Regions from separate parts of the Arachis hypogaea genome. Here region 1 is linked to region 2. A link is a contact called in public Hi-C data. All regions are on one chromosome and are shown on one strand. The core of a region is the stretch at or near the end of the contact, and the rest is flanking DNA. Distances in the headings are between cores, read along the strand shown.

Region 1 (5,135 bases), core at 2,580-5,079, 400 kb before region 2:
TTGTCCTCTACCACTGTGTTGATGAAACTTTTTAGTTTGTTCAACTACATTCCTTGATCTCCACTTCAAGAGATCTTTTAAATGTGGTGCCTCTACTATTGTTTCTAGATACCAAAAATCAGAAATAACACCTTGAGGAAAAATACCTGATAAAATATATAATAATCATTTTGGCTAGGGGGTACATTGTCCCTTAGATAAATTACAGCACTTACATTACAGCCAGATTTTAAAGGATTTGTGTTGTTCCTTCCCATTTATGAACACTAGAGTATAGTCAAACATTTATATCCGTATAATAGATTTTCCTTTTATCGCTCAGAATAATTAATCCAAACTCACTTTTCTAACATCATCCCCAACCATAAAACAGTTCTTTCAAAATCAATTATTTTGATTGCAATCTGACCAAATCTCGACCAAACAAGCTCATAAACAATAATCTAAAGTCTAAACACTGTTTATGCAGCCGTGTATTCAAATGGCATAACAAGCGACCAAAAACAAACAAACTAGAGAGAATTTAACTATTTCAACTCAGAAAAGCATTAGGAATTAAAAAGCATAGTTGGGTACCTGGGTCTGAGCCAGAAGTGGAAGTAGATCCTCCTATGTCTCTGTTTAGTGCAGCTTGGAAGGCTTCAACATCCACCCCTGAATGCATTGTTTCATCCTGAAGTACACATTCAAACATAGTGGTTCAGCAACACCCCAAACAAATAAATAACAAAAGAAAACCATGGGAAAAAGGGGGGAAAACCTCGTCATCTTCGAGGAGCTTCATAATAGAAGGATCCATGGCAATGGCAATTCCAATCCCAACTCTGATTACCCAACAGAAGTTTAAGAGTTATTCGAACATACAGTATAATCTCTCTCTTTTTATGTTTCACTGACTAAATTCATCAAACACCTGTAGGGCAGGTACCCAGTTGAAAAACGCAACAAAAGGGAAAATGAATGGGGATAATTAATGGTAAAATACAATGTTCTGAAAACCGGACCGGTCATCAAACCGCTTTAGTCACTGGTTCATTGGTTCAACCGGAAAACCCGTTTTAAAATAAAATAATAAATAAATTACAAAGGACCAAAGATGAGAGTACTCCAAAAACTCCTATTAGATGCAACAGCATTCAACATTATCACATGTTCTCACACACACATACAAAGCCTTAACTCAAAGAACAACCATAGCAAGTGACTTGGAAAGAAAATGTAAACACCGAAACAATCACAAGCATACACAACATGTGAATATTTTTATAGCAAACAATAATAAAATAACTCTTCTAATGCGTCTCCGAAAACATCCCAAATCAAGAAAACTACATAATCTGATCCACTTGATTCAGAAAGCTACATATATTAGAAAAATTAAGAATCAACTAAAAGAAAAAGAAAAGGAAGGCCAGGTTGATTCGATTCAATTGCCTGAGAAGAAGAATCAAACAGGGCTGAGAAGCTGAGAGTTTAAATGTTAAACCTCAATATTCAAATAACATGACTCCATTATTGTTATTATTACACCCTTCTAATGTCACAAACTCAATATATATTATAGTCCGTTGACACTTGTGCATTCACAACTTGGCCTCATCATTCTGATTCATACCTTAAGTAGAAGAAAAAATCCCAATCAGCTTTCGTTACAATTTTATCCAGAGAGTTGGGGTTTTGGTTCGGAGTTCATGCCGATGATGATGACAAGAGGGATGAATCCGTGAATCAGTAACATAGGCAGTGCAAATTTTAACAAAGCTCATCACAATGATTAACAACAACAAAAAGCACTGAAGGAACAGTGAATCAGTAATATAGGCAGTGCAAATTTTAACAAAGCTCATCACAATTATTAACAACAAAAAGCACTGAAAGAACAGTGAATCAGTAACATAGGCAGTGCAAATTTAATATTTAAAAGTTATCAATTTAAAATTTATCATCAAATCATGGTTCTAAGAACCGGACCGATCATCGAACCGTTTTACTCACTGGTTCACTGGTCCAACCGTAATTCAACCGAAAAAACCGTTTTAAAATAAAATAATAAATAAATTATAGAACAACTCTCTTCAACACAATAAAAAAAATCAATAAATCAACACAATAAAAATGATAGAATATGTGTATTGCTATAATATAAAATTACAAAACATGTCTACTAGCATGTTACTTATTATTATGACTGCCTCTATCACCAGTTCATTGTGTTGATGGTTTTCAATGCTGCAAGCTACTCCACTCCTAACTTTGAGCTGCTCCCTAATAAAGTTTCAAGTAGAAATTTCAGAACATTTTAATACTATGGCTCAAAACATATTCAAGCTTGAGGTGTGTGCATGTATTCAATGAAATCAAAGCAAAACTAACTGTGAGAAGAACATTAAACTTACTCGTGGTTTTTATAGAAAGCATTCCATCTGTTTTACAAGCTTCAAATATAAACAGCTCAAATGCTCATCAATAAAATATGAAAATTATGTAGATGTTTTTCCTCTCTAAAATGAATAGTCCAATTGTTAAGTTATTCCAGTTGTCAATATCATTGTTAGAAGAAAATCTCAGCTTGAAATCAACCTATTATACATCAAACTCCAAAAGATTATCAATTTTAACCCAATTTTAACAAGATCAGCACAATGATTAACAACAACAAAAAAAGCATTGAGTGAGGTAATGAGCACAAAATCAAGAAACTTTAATAAAATTTAACATCAGAAAAAAAGCAAGAACAAGCCAATAACAGTTTATCAGTACCAATTTAGCATCAATCAATAAGCCAGTAACAGAGTTCATTAATCAAGAACAGGCTAGAACAAGCCAGAGTAGTGAGCAAAGCCAATCAAGTTTTTAACATAGTTTTCACAAGGTTAACACAAAAATTAACATGCTTTAACAAAGATTTACAAAGTTTTTAACCCAATTTTAACAAGCTCAGCACAATGATTAACAACAAAAAAGTCCTAAATGAGGTAATGAGCACAAAATCAAGAAACTTTAACAAAATTTAACAACAGATAAAAAAAAGCCAAGAACAAGCCAGTAACATTTTATCAGTACCAATTTAGCATCAATCAATAAGCCAATGATTAACAAGCTCAGCACAATGATTAACAAAAAAAAGGCACTGAATGAGGTAATGAGCACAAAATCAAGAAACTTTAACAAAATTTAACAACAGACAAAATAGCCAAGAACAAGCCAGTAACAGTTTATCCGTACCAATTCAGCATCAATCAATAAGCCAGTAACAGAGTTAATTAATCAAGAATAGGCTAGAACAAGCCAGAGTAGTGAGCAAAGCCAATCAACCAAGAACAAGCACTAAGCACTGACAGAGCATCCAATTAACTCAAGCACAAAGTAAAAAACAAAACAGCAACACATCACTTAATCAATAATCATCAATCAATGAAAAACAAAACACCAACTGTGAGTATTAAAAAACGACGATCACTAACCATCGAAGAACAGGCATGAAGAGGGTTTGGTTTCTGAACAGACAACAAAAAAAAACACGAAGAACAAGCACTAGCAGTGAGCATTGACCTTCGACGGACGACGGAGAGCGGTTGAGCGCAACGGACGACGGCGAACAGGCGACTGATGAGAGCGAACAGGGGATGGAGAGCGAACAGGGGATGGTGAGAGCGAAGTAACGAACGCCGATAGCACGAAGACGGAAGTTCTTGAGTGCGACGGAGGCGGCAGCAGCAGTCTCTCACTCCGACAGACGGCGACAAGATTGGTGGAGGCTAGGGCATTTTGCTGATGACTAAGGAAGGAGTTGGAGAAGGGAGCCAAACGTGCAACCCCTTTTTTCCTTTCAACAAAGGAAACGGCATCGTTTCTTGTAGACCGGCCGGGACCCGGTCCGGTTTGACCAGCCGATTCTTGGCCAGCTCAGCGGTTTGTATCCAATTTCCAGAACAGCAGTTTTTGCTAATAAATCGAACCGCCTAAACTATCGGTTCGCGATTAGACCGGTTCGCGGTTAGACCGGTTCGATCGATCAGTCCGGTCTGATTTTTAGAACATTGCATCAAATACAATCAGTGAGCAAAGCCAATCAATCAAGCAATGACTCAGTATTCTATTCTAATTCTGTGATTGGTCAGCAACAAATTTAACAAATCCTAGTAAAGTCACGATTTTAAGGAAAACAACAAATTTATTGATTACTAATTCAGCAACACGCAAAAATATAGGGAGGTGGAAAATCTGAAAAAGAGAGAACACTAAACTAAAATATTAACCAATAATCACAAAACACTAAACCTTCACCCAACAATTACAAACAAAGCCAGCAATTACAAACATTAGCACATTATAAAACATTCCAAAACACTAAACCTTCACCCAACAAAACCAGCAACTACAAACAAAGCCATCAGTAAATTTGAACAAAAAAATTAAGAGCCATCAGCAACTAACAAAGTCATCGAGCCATCAGTAACAGAGCAAAGAATCGAAAGCAACAGACTAATAAAGCCATCAATAAATTTGAAAAAAAATTATAGCCATCAGCAACCAGCAAATACAAGACAGATCCATCAGCAGCAGGCAATTACAATTTACAAAACATTACAAGAAAAATGAAACAAAAATTGAACAACAATTTCAGAACTTCAAACGAAGAAGAAGACCGAACATTCAGAAATTAAAAGGAAGAAGCAGAGGCAAAAAATGAAAGCAGGGCCACTAACCTGGGTTCCGTGCCGAGAAGCCAGCAAAGATGAAAACAATGTGCCGAGCTACCTGGGGAAGAGGAAGATGAAAACAACGTGCTAGCGAATATGAAAACGACACGAGGAAGAGGAAGCAGCGACAGCACTGAAGACCTGGGGACGGCAGCGACGATGAAGAGCTAGGGTTTTTCTTTGCTTCAGAGGTCTCCATGGAGTGCACGAATGATTAGGTGAAGAAAGGGGGTTGGTTCAAGAATGGTCCTGCTTGTTTTGTTTTGTTTTTTTATTCCAAATAAACAAAATGACGTCGTTTTATTTGAACCGGCCGACTACCAATCCGGTCCAATCAGCCGGTTCGATGGTTTTCAAGTGATTTTTTTCAGCGGTTATAATAGCAAATTGGACCTTTTTATTGCCGAGTCCCAGTCGAACCGGTTCGACTGG
Region 2 (5,528 bases), core at 1,606-4,105:
TTGGGAAGGTACCGAAGAAGATAAGTTTTCGTATTCTAAAACCCCTTGTGTGTCTTGTGGCCGTGCTTCCAACATCAAGGCATTGTTTGAGCTACCAAGAAGCGGGGGATGCGCGCCGGATGCTACTCTTGATTGTGGATCCGGGAGTTTATTTGAGACAGGAAAATTTGTTTTAGCATCAATACCAGTGGTCAAGTTCTGAACAGGAATAACACCCTTATTGTGTTGCAATGGATCAAGCCCCATAGGCACCTGCATTCCATGAACACCATTCTGATTAACAGGAACAATGGACGACCGATACTTCAGCTGCTCAACAGTTGAGCTGTTTAGATTCTGTGATTGACCCAAGTGAAATGCTCCTGAAGAAGGGAATCCATGCACATTCAATCCAGCAGGAGTGTTCAGTCTGCTAACCATCCCATTCGGCGGAAAGGACCTGAAAGCATTGTTAGGAAACTGTCCCGAGCCACTCAATGCTTGCAAATGTCCAACGCCACTCAGAGAACCCATTCTCAAGTAGGATGGATCTGCACTCCCTAGGGCCGCCACCATATTCGCCTGTTGGTTCGCTACACAGCTGATTCGTTTCAGATAAAGCCTATATTTCTACAGACAATGTGTAACCGGTAAATAGTATGCAAATGATGACAAGGTTCATGTTATATTAAACTATACCAAAAAGAAATAATAATAAAGGGCAACAGAAATTGCCTGGAGATGGCTCGCCACATTTTCCCTCGTCAGTTTGTCAACATTCATCAAATCAAGAATCTTCTTAGGTACAGCCTCTGCCAAGTAAACAACATTATTTCAGCAATGGGAAAATCATCATAATAATTCCGAACAAAATAGTCATATCCTGATTGATGAAATGAGAGTAAAATTATAGCTGAACAACATACTGTCAATGCCTAACTGATTAACAGCAGCAACAAACTTGCGGTGAAGCTCCACAGACCAAACAACACGAGGCTTCTTCTGGGCCGAAGGATCCTCATTGTCATGGCCATTATCTTGCTCCTCATCTTCTTCATCATCCTGATCCTTCCTTTTCTTATTCAGCTTCCCATTTTGTTCTGAATTTCCTGTTCCTGCTGAGCCTAGCACATTGCCGCCCTCCGAACTAGGCTTGTCGGAGTTCCTGGTTTTGTTCTTCTCCTTCGAATCAAACTTCTTTCTCCTAATCACATGCTGCCAAATGTTCTTGAGCTCTTCAATTCTCACAGGCTTTAGTAGATAATCACAAGCTCCATGAGAAATCCCCTTCATCACAAGCTTTGTATCACCATTTGCGGACAACACTATATTCAACAAACATTTCATACCCATCAAATGTTTGCCACACAATCACTCAAAAGCAATTGAAAATAACTTGAAACAGATTTTTAATTAACGCTTGACCTCCTTATCTTAGTTTAATATTTAGAATGAAAAGGACTAACCCTATTACACAAAAAAACTAGAAAACCAAACCCTAATTATTGGTTTTTAACTTTGTAACTAATTGGATTGATAATCATATAAAAAATAGGGCAAGAATGAATTGGTGAAGATTGGCATTAAGACTAAGAAATCCCCACATACTTATGACAGGTAGGTCCATTTCCAGTCCCACAAGCTCAAGAAGCTTAAATCCATCCATGTCTGGCATGTGCACATCACTTATTACAAGGTCAAACTTGTTCTCTCTCAACAGCTTCAATGCCTTTATTGCTTGGCTAGTTGTGGTAACTGCAAGAACACCATCAACCATCCAATCTATCTGTTATTATTATGTGACAAAATCTAGTAGAACAAAGCAAGAATCAAAAGAAAAGGGAAGCTAACCATGATATTGACATCTTCTGAGAAGAGTTTCTAGAACCATTAGGCAAGTGGGGTCATCATCAACTGCAAGAACACGCATTCCTTTGGGGAACTGATCACTGCTATCATCAACACCATTCTCCATGGTCATCTTTTCTTCTTTCCTCTAACAAAACGAACCAGAGTTATCGATAAAGCTTCTTGCTTTTATGGATCTAGAACAAAATGGAGGAGAGGAGGGGAAACACTGGTCAAAAAGAATAAAAATTGGATTTTTATTGTTGAAGGAATAGGCATATAAGGAAAAGAAGAGGGTGAGAACCAAAGACTAACAAAAAAAAGGAAACAAGTTAATGAAAAGGTTTGTGTCTTTTTGTGCATATATATGTGCCTGTGAATGTGTGTGAAGCTGTGGAATCAGAAAGTGAAAGAAACAGGTAACTATCTATGGAAAATTGGACTGTATAACAATCATAGATAAATTCAAAATTTGATTATTATTATTAAGTGTGATGAGAAGTTGATGAAAATGAAGATGATGCTTTCATCCATCACTGTGAAATTCATAAAATTTTATCAACTATCAAACAAGGAATCTAAATAATTAGTTACCTAATTTGTGCACATTAAACGTTATACTATATAATATTACCAAATATAATTCATATATTTATCTGGATTTAATTTCCTCAATTTACTCCTCAAATCTAATATTTCTCTTTTTTTCTCCTCAAATATTAATTACTAGCAGATGTTAAAACAGTTTAAATTATTATTATGAACAATCTATAATGGTATTAGGCCCCATCATCTTTCAACTTTGGCACAGGCATGTAGAAAGAATCAGAGGGAAGTGGATGCTGATGATGATGCAAATATGCAATTCAAAGTTTGTGGTGCAGCCAAGGAATGAATGAGGCAAAAACCAGCGCGTGCTTGTCACGCGCTTAAACGTAAACTGGAAAAGTGGAGAACCGAATCCAATCAGAATATTTTCCCATTCGTTGGACACTGTTTGGATAGAAAATGACTTCTATAACTTGATTAACTTCTACTTACATTTGTTTTAATCTTTTATGTAATATGATAGAAAGCAGAATAAATTCATTTTCTTACCTTTAAATGATTATTAGTATCATCACTTAAAATTGCATGTTAAATTGTTGAATTGATTTATTACTTTCCTCTTCTTTTTTCTTTCTTTTTTATTTATTTATTTTTTTGGTTTTTTTGATATTTCGAAATCCGACATGATAATGATTAATTCGTCATGGACCTAAGACTGACAAATGGAGTTAAATCTGCCGGGCCAATCCGTATAACCTGATAAAAAAGGTAGGTCGGACTGAAAAATTAGGACTGCTAAAGAACAAAAGCCCATCTAACCTGTACTGCTTAAACCACGTGTTTTGGCGGGGTCGAACGGGCTTCCCCGCCGGGATTATTTTTTTGGCAAAGAGGTATTTTTGCAATTTTTTTTGGCCAAAATCCAACTTCTTTTAATCCAATTTACAAGAGTATGAAGATGAAAATTGAGAGTTTTGGATTATATTTATGTTATTTTGGAGAATATATTTATAATTATGTTTTTGGATTATGTTTATTTTACTTTGGAGATAATATTTATAATTACAAAGACTTTAATATTTGTGAATATAAAAATATAATTTTTTATATTTTTAGAAATTATAAATTTATTAATATGATTGTGAAATTATATATATTATTTAATAATTAATAGTTAAAAAAATAGAGGAGATTTGGCGGGTCTAGTCTGCAAACTCGCCAACCTGTAGTTAAGCGGGACGGAGTGAAATTTTAGAACCGCCTCATTAAGCGAAGCAGACCAATCCGCCAAAAGACAGGTTTCTGACGGGGCAGAGCGAGACAGGACGGACTTCCCCGCTTGCCATCCCTACGTGGACTTAATTTGCGATATTTACTTAAGTTAACAAAAACTAGTCCAAATTGATTTTTTTTTTCATTCTAAAAGCTAATAGAATGTCCTTGTAATTAAAATTTTGAAAGTTACTACTAATATATAAGATCCTGTCATAAAAGTGACCAGATTAGGATCAACACTCAATAGGGTCGACAAATGTTTTTTCATTTTTTCTTCTTTGAAGTTGATATAGTATTTTTTTTTACACGACTTGTATTTTGGTCAAAGTTACAAACCTTCAGGAAATGCTAAAACCCAACATAGCTTTCTTTCAAAATCGTTGTTAATTATAAATGGAGTTATGAATGACCTTTTTATCTATTTATAATTAATAATTTATTCACGTGAAAAACACTTGTCTGCCTGCGCCTACATATATCATAGACATAGACAACAACATCACCTTTTAAAGAGGGGAGGGTTTGGTGGAATTAGAGAGATAGATTATAATAGATAATGACTTATCAAATAATAATGATGATAATCTCATTAGTGAAAATAATAATAAATAATAAACAACGCTTCTTAATACTAAACGAGTCATCTTTTAGTTGAATGCCGACTCCACTATGATGTTTGATTTTATTTTATTTTTTTCTTTGCCCCTTGAAGTGCATAGAAAGGTACTTTAGCATGTGGTTTTGAGATACGATTTCAAAACCTATATGAATGATAGATAGATACCAAAAAACATATTTAATTTAGTAATGGGCAAAAATAGTAATATATAACATGTAAACACAATTAGAAGTAAAGTTATACTGGATCATTAGAAGATTAATTCATAAAATTATCTATCCTGCTTGATTGAAGAAAACTATATATAAATTCGTTATTATTATTATGTTTTTTAATTAATTAATAGACGTAGAAGGGTGGACATTATAAGAAATAGCAGATCGTATAACTAAAGATAACGACAACCTTAATGAGCTGGCCATAAGAAATTGCTTAAGCCTTTTTAATTAACCAGAGTCTCCACTATCCATTAATTAACATCTTAATTATGTACACCATTACTACGGTCTTTTTCATCGAAACCATTTATCAGATAAACTGCTATAGCAATAACAAACCAATCATAGATTATTTTTACTTAGATAATGGAAAATTTCATCATCAGCTAGATATAAAGTTGTCATTTTATTTTTATTTTTTACTATATTTCCACCTAACCTTGGAGCAGAGATCTTACAAATATATGTTAGTTAATAAGGTTATGATTAAGAATTATATTCCTAGGTAGCTGGAAGTAGCAAAACATATTGAAGAATGAAGGCACACGACAAGAAGAATAGTGACACATAGAGAAGATGATTGAAAAGAAAGTTGTTGCTTAATACCTTGGAGTTGGCTCATGAAATCACATGTTCAAAGATCCTACGTATCATGAAGCCTCCATACACTACTCCCTATTGGCTATTGGGATTAAATAAATTATTATGATTATTCAAAGATGCATCATTGGCTACACAAATAGTATTATTAAAAATAAATAACCTGATTTAATAATCATATCTCAAAGATTCATACATCCTTCGGATTCCTTGCTTTTTCAAAGCACATGACTTCCTCAGTTCCTCCCTTTGCCTTTAATTTCTTTCTAGTTTTTTACAATTTAATTATTCATTGGTTATGGGCCTTGTTAATTGGAGACAGGACACTGCAACTGAGTTAATGGCCTTGTCAAATAAAAAATAAAGGGTTTACTGAATGGCCCTTTCTATTCTACGGTTTTGTAGTCATAGACTCATAGGCTTCATAGCCAATACTTGTC

What was found. A called contact is a pair of places that touch in the nucleus more often than the background predicts.
Region 1: a contact with region 2 is called in a Hi-C map of leaf, with 2.1 times the contacts expected there. The contact joins the promoter of LOC112715972 here to the promoter of LOC112715965 in region 2. A contact is called at or near these places in 2 of 8 Hi-C or Micro-C datasets (both in leaf).

Annotation. Positions count from the first base shown.
Region 1 is chr10:94,186,486-94,191,620 of arahy.Tifrunner.gnm2.J5K5, reverse strand. It overlaps LOC112715972 (transcription initiation factor TFIID subunit 4b), which reads right to left and starts at 3,829. Exons shown (of 15, transcript XM_025767814.3): 1 at 3,553-3,829; 2 at 761-824; 3 at 577-673. The coding sequence starts at 799.
Region 2 is chr10:93,785,115-93,790,642 of arahy.Tifrunner.gnm2.J5K5, reverse strand. It overlaps LOC112715965 (two-component response regulator ARR14), which reads right to left and starts at 2,855. Exons shown (of 6, transcript XM_025767806.3): 1 at 1,831-2,855; 2 at 1,588-1,734; 3 at 906-1,304; 4 at 715-791; 5 at 1-609. The coding sequence starts at 1,960.